2 separate regions of the Mus musculus genome follow, and region 1 is linked to region 2. A link is a contact called in public Hi-C data. All regions are on one chromosome and are shown on one strand. Each heading gives the region's core, a stretch centred on a gene start, on an enhancer-like site or on the middle of the called end of the contact. The rest is flanking DNA. Distances are from core to core; before and after follow the strand shown.

What was found. A called contact is a pair of places that touch in the nucleus more often than the background predicts.
Region 1: a contact with region 2 is called in a Hi-C map of uterus. The contact joins the enhancer-like site here to the promoter of Nell1 in region 2. A contact is called at or near these places in 2 of 39 promoter capture datasets (hippocampal neurons and stem cell-derived epiblast-like cells), 1 of 484 Hi-C or Micro-C datasets (uterus), 5 of 115 datasets of contacts at active chromatin or transcription factors (embryonic forebrain, embryonic stem cells, forebrain and 2 more) and 2 of 9 other capture datasets (embryonic stem cells and pancreatic islet).

Annotation. Positions count from the first base shown.
Region 1 is chr7:50,201,977-50,207,841 of GRCm38.p6, forward strand. All of the region lies in intron 5 of Nell1 (NEL-like 1), which reads left to right. Among named protein-coding and RNA genes, the nearest start is that of Nell1, 230 kb to the left of the region's middle. Within about 2 kb of position 3,490, at least 21 of the 459 cell types and tissues checked have an H3K27ac peak or open chromatin away from gene starts, as enhancers often do. A contact at or near this core is called in uterus, where this site is marked.
Region 2 is chr7:49,973,566-49,979,121 of GRCm38.p6, forward strand. Nell1 (NEL-like 1) reads left to right here and starts at 1,785. Exons shown (of 20, transcript NM_001037906.2): 1 at 1,785-1,878. The coding sequence starts at 1,824.

The DNA of each region.
Region 1 (5,865 bases), core at 2,240-4,739, 230 kb after region 2:
GAATCAAGGTGGCCCCCGCGGAACGTGAGGCAGAAGCCTCACGGGCTGTGCGGACACCTGTGCTCTGACCAGGAAGGTGGCAGGTTGTCTGGAGCCGAAAATGGCGCCGCCTCAGAGGCTCTGTGGCTCTCGCCCGTTCCAGAAGCTGCTGGCCTCTGTGTTCCACACTCTCACCTGCAGACCGCCCGCCACGGAGTCCCGGAACCAAGGTGGCCCCCACGGAACGTGAGGCAGAAGCCTCTCCGGCCGGGTGGACCCCTGTGCTCTCACCAGGAAGGTGGTCGGTTGTCTGGAGCCGGAAATGGCGCCGCCTCCGGATTTTTTTCATTGATAGGGAGATTAATATTACCCAAATTCTAACATGGAAAATTTGATCCTCAAATTCATATGAACCTGCTATTAGCCCTGAGTGGCCAAAACAACCTTGAAAAGGAAGAAATTTGGAAGACTCAATTTCCCGTTTTTGAAACTTCACTCAAAGCTCTAGCCATCATGCCATTAGCATGATGATGGATACATATCTCAATAGGATAAAGCTAAGGCTCTAGACACAAACTCATGTGTTGTATGGCTAGTTTAATTTAAAAAAATATTTTAGTTTATGTATATGAATGTTTGGCCTGCATGTGTGTTTGTATAGCCTGTGCATGCATAGCCTGCCAAAGTTAGATGTTAGTGACTGGTCCCCTGTAGCTGGAATTACATACTGTTGTGAGCTGCCATGCATGTGCTGAGAACCAAATCTAGGTTGTCTGCAAAAGCATATGGCTCCTAACAGCTGAGCCGTCTTTCCAGGGAATTGCTAATTTTTTTTTTTTAATTACAAGAATGTTATGACCACTGAGCGGGAGAGGATAGTTTCCTCAGCAAATGTTGCTGAATTTACACATGCAAAAGACTAAAACTAGGTTTATTGTTTACAATATATAAAAGAAATTAGTCCCAAATGGACCAACAGTCTGAATATGAGTTAACACCATGAAACAATTAGAAAGAAAGATAGGGACAAACCATATGATCTTTGATTTAGCAATGGAGTCTTAGCTATGACCTCAAAAAGCATGAGATGTAAAGGAAAAGTGTAGGTAAGTTAGACTTCATCAAGGGAAATTATTAAGCACATGAAAAATCCCATATGAGAAGAAAAAAACATTTTCTAATTATATATCTTATAAGGATTTAACATCAGGATATGTAACGTAGACCAATTAAAAATGTGCTAATGGCGAGGCTGGAAGGGTCTGAGGGTGAATATAATCTTGTATGAAATTATCAAAGAATCAATGCAAATTTTAAAGTGTTAAAATGATCTGACTAGACACTTCTCCAAAAAGATGACCAGAAAATCCATGAAATGATGCTCAACATTATTAACCAGTTAAAGGTAAATAAAAACCATGATCACCTTTACGGCAATCACGCGGTTAGACAATTTAAAAATGGAAAGTGACGTCTGTGTGGGTGAGGGGGCATGGGTCTCTGTAGCCTATATCTTGTTGGCTGTGAATATGAGATGGTATGGATACTGAAAAAAGTTTGTTCCTCACAATCTCAACACTGAATTATCCTGTGACCCCCTAGACTGATACTCAAAAGGACTGAAAACAGAGACCCAATTTTGTATGCCAATGTCTTCTGAAACGTTAGTCACAATTTCCAAAATATGGGAACACTGAGTATGTCTACTCATGTAGGAAGGAATATTCAAAGCATGGTATGTGCAGGTGGCAAGCCATTAGGTTGACCAAAGTTCTGTAGTGTGAATGGGCCTTCAAAATTCCCATGAGATACTAGGTATAAAGGCAAATACTGTTTGATTGTACTTGCTCTGGTTTCTTTCCCTGTTAATGTGATTAAAATATACCAACAAAAACCTAAGAGATAAAGGGATTTTTTTTTTTGACTCACAGTTTAGGGACATAGTCTATAATTCTGGAGTGGTCAAGGCATTGGGAGACTTGAAACAGCTGGTAGCATAGAGTCCACACCCAGAAAGCAGGGTGATACACGCATGTGCTCAAACAATTTTCTCCTTTTTATATAGCCCAGGATCCAGCCTAGGGAATGGTGATACCCCTAGTGGGCATGTCTTACCATCCCATTCCATCCAATTTAATATAGTCCTGTGCAGACATAATATGCTGTCTTTCAGATGATTCCTGATTTTATCAAATTGACAATTGATATGCAGTTTCATGAATATACAAAGCCATTGAATCAGAAATGTCAGTGTTCACACGTGGTAGGGGTAGGTGATAATGAGAATGGTTACAAAACCTTTATTTGGAGGGAGTGATAAGTTACATGACATTGTGAATGAACTTGATGCCTCTGAATTGTGCATTTCAAATAGCTAAAATGGCAAATTAGTTATCCTGGCTGCATTTCCAAAGTCATACTCGGTAGTCCTGAAATAGGACCTGGCACTCTTTCACTTCTGACACATGACTAAGAGATGTTGATTCATGATTCTGATGTTCTGAGATAGCATTTAGAGGCCAGTGTATTAGACAAACATACAATGACAGCCAGGTAAAAGAGCTTTGGTGACAACAGTGATGCACATTTAAGTTTGACTACCAGACTTCTCGGAGCTGGTGAGCCTGTACTTGCTTTTGAGATTAACGGACCTGTATTCTTTTGTTTAAATCTGTGTGCATGTTTGTATGTATGCGTGTATGTGCACACACACACGTGTGTGCACAGGTACGTGTGCCTCTTTGCACATGTGGAAGCCAGAAGAAGGTGCTAAGTGTTATCCTCTATCACTCTCTTTTCTGTTTTATCCCTTGGAGTCAAGGTTTCTCACTGACCCGGAGACCTCATCTTTCAGTCTTTCAGCTTGGTTAGCAGCCAGCAATCTAGAGATCTTTCTATTCCACCCCACTCTGTGCTAGGGCAATAGGCATGTTCAGGTCCATGTTTGCCTTGTTACATGGGTCCTCATGCTTGCCCTACAATTGCTCTGAACTGCCAAACCTTTTCTCCAGCCCCTGGGGTGACTGCATTGCAAGTCACATCAGTGTCAGATCTGGTTCCTGCTTTCCTCTGCAACCTTATTTCCTGCTATTGCTTCTTCTGACCATAATATAATTGCAACTCTCATCTCTGAGCCCCTGGGAAATGCCAGAGTCTCAGAATAGTTTCCACTTCCTTTCCTCCCCCTTTTTCTTTTTTTTTTTTTTGTACCTTTCATTACTCCCTTTTCTCCCTCTCTTCTTCCCTCCCCCCACCTCTTTCTTTTCCTCTTTTTCAAAACTGCTGCTTCTCTTGTGAAGTTCACACGTCACAGGGAGATTTTGTAAGGATCTGGCTTGCCTATTCCCTCATAGATTTATTTACTCATGTGCCTGCAGCAGGCTGTTGAAACTGGATGAGGTCTAATTTATCTTGGATAGTTTCAGTCAAATGGTGGCTGACTCTTGGCTGGGATAATGTCTGAACCACATGTCTCTCATTATGTAGTAGGCTAGTTTGGACTTGTTTCTATTTTAGTGATCAGGGTTGTGTAGGAGGGGGAAAAGACGTGGTGCTTGGGCCCTTGCTTTACAACTGGTACAGAACAACTTCTAGCATGTTCTACTGGCCAAAAATAAACCATGACGTCAGGCCTATATTCAAAGCTCAGAAGCTGCCCTGTCCTCTCAATGTGAAGTTAACAGTGTTAGCCTGGGGTGTGTGGATGCAGGAAAAGGAGCCCCTATACTGAAATAACTTTCTCAATGAAGCATCTTTTTATTATCATACTGGATTGAAAGAGCAGATATAGAGAGGACTGACTTCATAAACAGCTGACACATGTAGTCCTACTACATGGTGCTGCACTTATTAGGGCTGTATGGTTGATTTAAGGTGTTGCTATCTTTGAGGACTTAGTAATTTTTAAAATAGGTTACAATCATGTAATTGTTCCTTGGTATAGATTGTGTGTTTAATGGTTTGCTCTTTCTTTCCAGACTGGAAAGCCTTACCAGGTTCAGAACCCATTTTTATCTCTATTTTATTTAGAGAGTATTTAAACTAGTGCCCAGCTCTAAATGATGGAGTGACATTCCTGTTGTAGAAAGTATTTAATCCTGGCCTTGAGGTTTCTACCCTGCCTTAGCTTCTTAAGTTCCTGGATTAAAGATACACACAACCTTTATATTTACAATAAACCTTAAACAGCACAATAGCTGGATTAATACTTACCATCAATATTATTAGAATCTACTTTCCTATTGATAACCCTGAGTTATTATTTACTGTTTACTATGCTTCATTTGGGCTGCTCTTGACTCCAATGGGCCAGCTCTCAGGGCCACATTCTTATGGCTCACCTAACCTATGGTGGGTTCTTCTTCTTTCTCCTGCACCTTCCTCTTCTCTAATGGTTTTCCTCTGTCCCCAAGCCCAGGAAACATAAACCCCACCTATATTTCTTCTGCCCAGCTATTGGCTGTCAACATTTTTATTTACCAATCAGAAATAACTTGGGGGCAGGATCACAGGGGCTTTAAGTCTTGGGAGCCCACACATTTAACATTACAATAGACAATAAAAGATAAAACCTCAACACATTCCAGTAAACCTATTGTAAGTTGAAAATATATTAAATCAAAAATTCATTTAGTTGCTGGGCCATGATGGTGCATGCCTGTAATCTCAAGACTTGGAAGGTGAAAGCAAGGAGATCATGAATTCAAGGCTAGTCTCAGCTATACAACAAGGATAGATAGATAGATAGATATGTAGAGATAGATAGACAGACAGACAGACAGATCGATAGATAGTTAGATAGGTAGATAGATGGGTAGGTGGGTAGGTAGGTAGATAGATGATAAATGGAAGGATAGATAGATGGATAAATATATTTAGTAAATTACCATACTTAAAGACATCCCCATTTTGCTTGCCAGTTCTCTCTCCTTATGATCTTGAGGCTGCAGATCTATTGTGGCTGTGGCTCTTGGAGGTAGACTGTCAACATAATGAGTGGCCTAGCCCAGTCCTCTGCAGTAAAGACTTCATTTATACAGGAGAGGAATTGCAGATAGGAGATGGGTGTCATGGCTGGCCATGCTCATATCCATGGCAAGGAGAAGAAAAATGGGATTTTAAAAGTTAAAATGAGAAGTTATATAAATAGTTTGGAAACAACTATGTTTGACTATAAGGCTCAATTGCACGGCTGTGGTGAGTTCCATATTGAGTGAACAGCTGCTTAGAGAAGTATTGTCTTAATAATATTCATTCACTTCTGTTGAAAGGATGCATTTTGGGGTGAGTCTTTTGTAGTAGGTCTTGTTACCAGGCAGTATGCATACATCCCATCCATGCCTTACCCTGACTCCCTTTTCATTAGAGTTTGATAGAAGGGGTCTCCTTTGATTCTGACAATTTAGACATTGTTTTACCACATATCCATAGCATAGAAAGAGACCAAAATTTGAAATTTGAAGTAAAGTTTCTATTGAATATGTACTGCTTTGACACTGCTGCAAATTTGAAAGATTATAAGTTAAACTGTGGAAAGTTAGGGACTTTCTGTGGTCTTAAAGATGAATGAGTACAAAGATTAGGAAGTAGTGTGCTATCCCGAGTTTTCTAGATGTGCAGAACTTATAGAATGAATAAATATAAACATAGATTTATTAAATTGGCTCATAGCATGTAGTGTGGGTAGTTTGACAATGTCTGTTTCACATTGGAGAGACCAACAACCTGGTCTCACTCCTTGAGGCTGTATGTCTGTCTCCACAGTCCCAGTCTGTCACAGAAGGGACTTTCCTATGGGATTCCTTGAAAGGTACTGGTCTTCAGTCTACATTGGCATCCTGGAGATAGTTGGTTCTAATAGTGGTGACAGAATTCTATAGCAACAGA
Region 2 (5,556 bases), core at 535-3,034:
TTGGGAGCTGAAATAAAGTTCAGTTGACACAAGGATCCAGGACACATGTCACAATAGATTGTAATTTCAGCAGCAGTGCATCCAACATTGTCTTCTATCTTCCAGGGGCACACACACACACACACACACACACACACACACACACTCTTAAAAGCTGGAGAGTTAAGCCTTGACATCCACTCTGTAATGGCCCAGTTCAGCTGCATTGCAGTGGGTACTTCTCAGGCTGATTTATCTTTCATGATTTCTTTCTTCACCTGCCGGGGAAGGTACGAACGGGGAGCAAATGGGCAAGGGGGTGTATACAGAATGTCCTGAAAAATAGGATCAAGGTCAGAGGACCATGTAGGTTAAGACCTTTCCTCTTCATAAACTGTGCAACTAAATTGGTGACCCCCCACTGGACTCCTGGGGTCAAAGGTATGTGAAGTAAAGGCCCTGGGAGCACAGAGGATGGGCAAATGCCAGAGAGAAACCCTGGAAAGAAAGCAGAGCTCTTTTGTTGAACTCTTTCCCCCCCCCCCCCTCTGGGATCTGGGAGGTTGTTATGAGTTTAAGTATCTCAGAGTAGTATTGGATGTTGGGGGAAGCTGGAGCCATAGATGGAGCCACAGGACAAGCTGGGGTGCGGGAGGCTTCGAGTCACATGGCATGAACATGTAAGCTGGAGGTACTGACCTTTCAGGTTCTGTGACTGCATCATCTCTAGATAGACTGAAGCACACAGTACAGGGACCCTAGCGGGGCGGCCCCAGTAGCAGAGGGTACACTAGACAGGAGAGACTCCTCTGCTTGTCCACTGGTCGCCAGCAAAGCCCAGCTTTTCTCTCTACAGAATGGTGTTCCAGTAGGGGTTTCCAAAGAAAGGAGAGAGAGAGAGAGAGAGAGAGAGAGAGAGAGAGAGAGAGAGAGAGAGAGAGAGACCGAGACCTAAACAGCGGGTTTTGGAGAAAACCATCCAGAAAGTCACACAACAGCCAAAAAAAAAAAAAAAAAAAAAAAAAAAAGGTTTAGAAGGTTTAGAACTTCCCCTATGTGGCAGCATTTGGCCTGTAGAACGAAGCTAGCAAACACTTCTTAAATTCGAGCCATAGATTGCTCTAAGCTCAGGGACTCCCACCTCAACACCCTCAACCAGCACTCTTAAAAGCTAGTATCCAGTCACAAGAGCCTTTGGCTGGGACTAGACAGCAAGTACAGGTGGCGGTTGGGGACTCAGGCATCATCCGTCCCCTGCCCCCTCCTCCGCCCCCACCTGCTCCTCCCCACCCACTTGCTGGAGCGAATCGGTAGTAGTTATTTCCCAAGGAGGTGCTGGGAGCACTTCTCGACACCGCCTAGGTCTGGTTCCCCTAGGGAACAAAACCCACGCACGCAGGCTGGGCGGCTTCGGACCCGGCCTGGATGAACTGTTGCAACTTGGGCAGCCCGCAGCGCGGCGCAGTGGCAGAGGCGGGGGCGTGAAGCCGTGAGGCGCGGGTAGCCGGGATCCTTGCATCTCCGGAGTCCAGGAGGCGAGCGGAATCCGCACAGACTCCCAGGGCAACCTGCGGGAGTGGCGGAGCCCCGCGCTCCCGCCCTAGCTCAGGGGGAGCGCAGCTGCAGCAGGGTTTAGGGCCCCAGCCCCGTGCCACCGCCACCCGCGGTGGAGGGTGGGCTGGGGGCGGGGCAGTCGGGGTTGCTTTCCCGGGCGCCGCCGAGCCACCTCCCCTGCCGCCCGCTAGTAAGTTTGGCCGCTTCGAGCCCACAGAGCCGCGGCTTTCTGAAGCATTGGTTTCTTGCTGGCGTTGGTGCGCCCTGCTTGGCGGGGGGCCTCCGGAGCGATGCCGATGGATGTGATTTTAGTTTTGTGGTTCTGTGTGTGCACCGCCAGGACAGGTAAGCAAGGCTGGGCATTAAGCGGGATTTGGGGGAAGGTGGTGGTGATGATAGTGCTGCTCCCGACTGCTGTAACCCGGGATTACTCTGTCTAGGAGAGACTCGGAACCTATCTCTGACGGGCTAGAGAAGGGCAGCAGAGTGCTTGGGTTCTGATTGCCCAGCACAGCTCGGGGTAAAAGCGCTAGAAAAGATGCCCGGGCGAGTGTTCTCTTCCCCGGGGACGCAGCAGCGGGCATTCAGTATGCGGGGTGCGGCCGGGTGGTCGCAGCCTTGTGTGGCTAGCAAGCAGCTTCCCGGTTCTAAGGAGTCAGAACCCGCTGCAGCGTGGCCAGAGATCCTACATCCTTGAACTTGCAGGGTGCGGTGGCCAAGGGTGTCCCCGAGCCGCGGGAGTTCCACCCGCAGAGGGAGCGCGTGCGGCAGGCAGGCGCGGCCAGAGCCGGGGGAGCCAGACGGCGCACGGGAGAGGGCTGCGAGGAAAGGGGGGACCCGCGAGCTCTTCCGTGGTTCCCACATGGCTCCCAGAGGGAACTCCAGGAGTGGTCTCCTGTCAGCTCCCTGCCCAAACAACTAAGCGAACAATTATTAGGAGGTAAATTGGACCAGTGGAGACGACAGAAGATTTTCTCAACCTCTAAACCGTGTTCCTCCTGCTGTCATCCAAGATTGTGGGGTGGGACCCGGGGCCAAGGAAACTGGCCTGATGACCAAGTCCCTATAGAATCTGCCTGCTGGAGGTGCGGTTGTGATGACCCTGAGGCGCACTCCACTCTTTCCTCTTCCACGGGGTTCCCTGACTCCGGGTCCCTGGGGTTCAAGAATGTAGCCTACTTCACCAAGCTTGCAGTAGTTGTCAGGAGGCAGGGGCGGGGTTAGGAAGGGTAGGAAGCAGATCAACAAGGCAGACAGGGGAAGAGATAGTTCTTGGTAGCCAGACATCAGATTCATTGCCCACAGACTTCGGATCCCTAGAATGGACGCATAGGCATTCCCTGTCCCCATGTCGGCGGCCCTCCAGTACCTTCATTCCCCACTCTAGAGGTTCAGTCTCCTTCCCAAGCCAGACAGCTGGTTTACGTTTAGAGGACTGAGGAACACACCCCTTCTTTAGTCGACTTAAAAAGTTCCCATCCCTTATGCCCCAGACTCCCCACTTTGGCAGGCAGTTAGGGGTCTGTGAGCTTCTAGCCTCCCCTCCCTTACTTCCCAGGACCGAAGTGGACTAAGGTTTTCCTTTGCCTAATCCCAGTGAGACGGGGAAACCTTTCTCTAGGGACAAAAGAACCTGAGTGTCTTTCCGGAACTCCCTTCGCAGCCAATAGACCCAAGGCTAAGTGGCGCTTACTACAGTTGCTCCTTGCAATTAGAACTAGTTCCAGGAAGATGAGGACATGGCCTACTAGTGCTGGGCTACCGGTGGGGAGGAGGAGAGTGTTGCTGGGGACATCCTACAGGGAAAGGGAAGATAGGGAGAAGACAGATGGCGAAGGAGCAGCCTGATGACCATTCCATATCATTCCAGATTAGGACCCAAGTGCTTACATCCTTTGTTTTCATTACTCTTTTGAAGAGTTGCCAAAAACTGCTCATGAGCTTCAGGCTGAGTTTCCACTATACTTCAGTTTCTGACGTGAGGTCTTCCCCCCTCCCTACAATCCTAGCTCCCTTTTACATCTTGAACAGTGGGTGGCTTATTAGGTGCCACACACACACACACACACACACACACACACACACAGAGAGAGAGAGAGAGAGAGAGAGAGAGAGAGAGAGAGAGAGCGCACGGGAGAGAGAGACAGACAGACAGAGACACACACACACACACACACACACACACACACACACACACAGAGAGAGAGAGCGCACAGGAGAGAGAGAGAGAGACAGACAGAGACAGACAGACAGAGAGAGAGAGAGAGAGAGCGAGCACGGGAGAGAGAGACAGAGACAGAGACACACACAGAGAGAGACAGAGACACAGAGAGAGAGACAGAGACACAGAGAGAGAGACAGAGCTGACTGGAGAACTTAGAGCTTTGCTGAGAATCTTGGTAGAAACCAGAAAGCATTCTTGTTACACTGTGTGATGTGGGGGAGAGGTGGGCTGTGAGAAATTGGGGTCATGGGAGTGAAGTTCTGGTTACATGGTAGAGAGGATGATCACCTACCTGTAAGGCTTTGCCCAGGCAGTGAGTTGTGTGAGTTGTGCCTTGATGGCTCTGGAGGAATAAAGTGGAATGTAGTCAGGCCCCCCAAAAAACCCTGGACAAAGACAGAATGGATCTAAGATGTAGCTCCCCAACCTGTCCCTAAGCTTGGTACAAGGCCAATCCTTGTGCTTCCTGGTAGCAATTACTTGATTGCCTGAGGCTGCATATTTTTCATACATAAATTGTTGGAAGAATTAAAGAAATGGAAGAAATTATGCCTTGTGGGTTTGCAGTTTCTTGTAGCTGGAGAGAGCATTGTGTTCGGTTTCTGGAAGCAGCCCCTTTGGTTTTGCCCAGGAAGCCCCATCTCCATCCCTTACATCCATCTTTGGGTTTAGAAGGAGGCCGGCTGGAGATTACTGTATCAGGATCCAAACAGCTGCTTAGAGAGTTTATTTGTCAAGTGAGACAATTGTTGTCTGGGACATTACCAGTCCTAGATGAAGTAAACATGTGGCCCACTTAGCTACTCAGATATCACCAGCTTTTAATGGAAATGAATAGATGCTATCAGGCACATTTTAATTAAAGCAAGACTGCAGTGCAGGGGTAGCTTCAAAAGGCAGGTGTTATGAGGAAGCTGCTCATATCACTCTGGCCCAGAGCACCTCTGGAGCACAGAGTGGGGGTGGGGTTAGGGGTGGGGGTGGAGGTGCCTGTTGTCTTCCATTCTGGGATTTTCAGGTACATTGGGGTAGATGGATGGGCAGAGTAGTATCTATGAAAGCATCCTTCATCCACCAGTTTTCTCCTGTGTCTTGGAAATGCCAGTAGTATGTGCTCAGTGCTTAAGCCTTCCTTGCTTTCCAGTTTTTTGGGGGGGAGGGAGGTTGTCACCAGGGTAGAGGATAAAGGGTATACCCAAAATATCAACACCCGAAGGTACCCACTCAGTGTCTCCTGCTGCACCCTGCTGGGAAGGAGGGATTTTTCTGTTTGAAGCAATTTCCAGGCAGTTCAGCCTGAGCATCCCCCACCCCAACCCTATCAAGCATGTGCCAACTGGTAGAAGCATAAAGTCTATTCTTCAAGAACACCACTTTTCAAGGTATTAAGAAGAGGTCAAGTGGCCATACACTCCTGTTATTAGAGGAGGTTGTAGAGTCTTTCCAGTGTCACTTTGCTCTGCATCCATGAGAAGGATTAGATCTGAAGTGAGTCAGGCCAGGACTCTGTGCTTGGAACGTCAAAGGCAAACTGAAGGGCTTTGGGCTGGATCTCTTCTTGGCCAAGGCTGAGGATCAGCCAGCAGTGGCATGGACAACAGCAGGTATCCCAGCTAAAGTGAGTTCTGAGTACCAGATCAGACCTCAAGTGCCTCTGTCATGTTCACGGCTGCTTCCCAGGCTCTGAAAATATCATCTCCCCGGGAGCTTTTTACTCTGCTTAATTCTAATGCCCACTTTTAGCCATTTGTAGAGCTGTTATGTCAAAAGTAGAGAACTTTAATAGAGTTTCCTAGGAA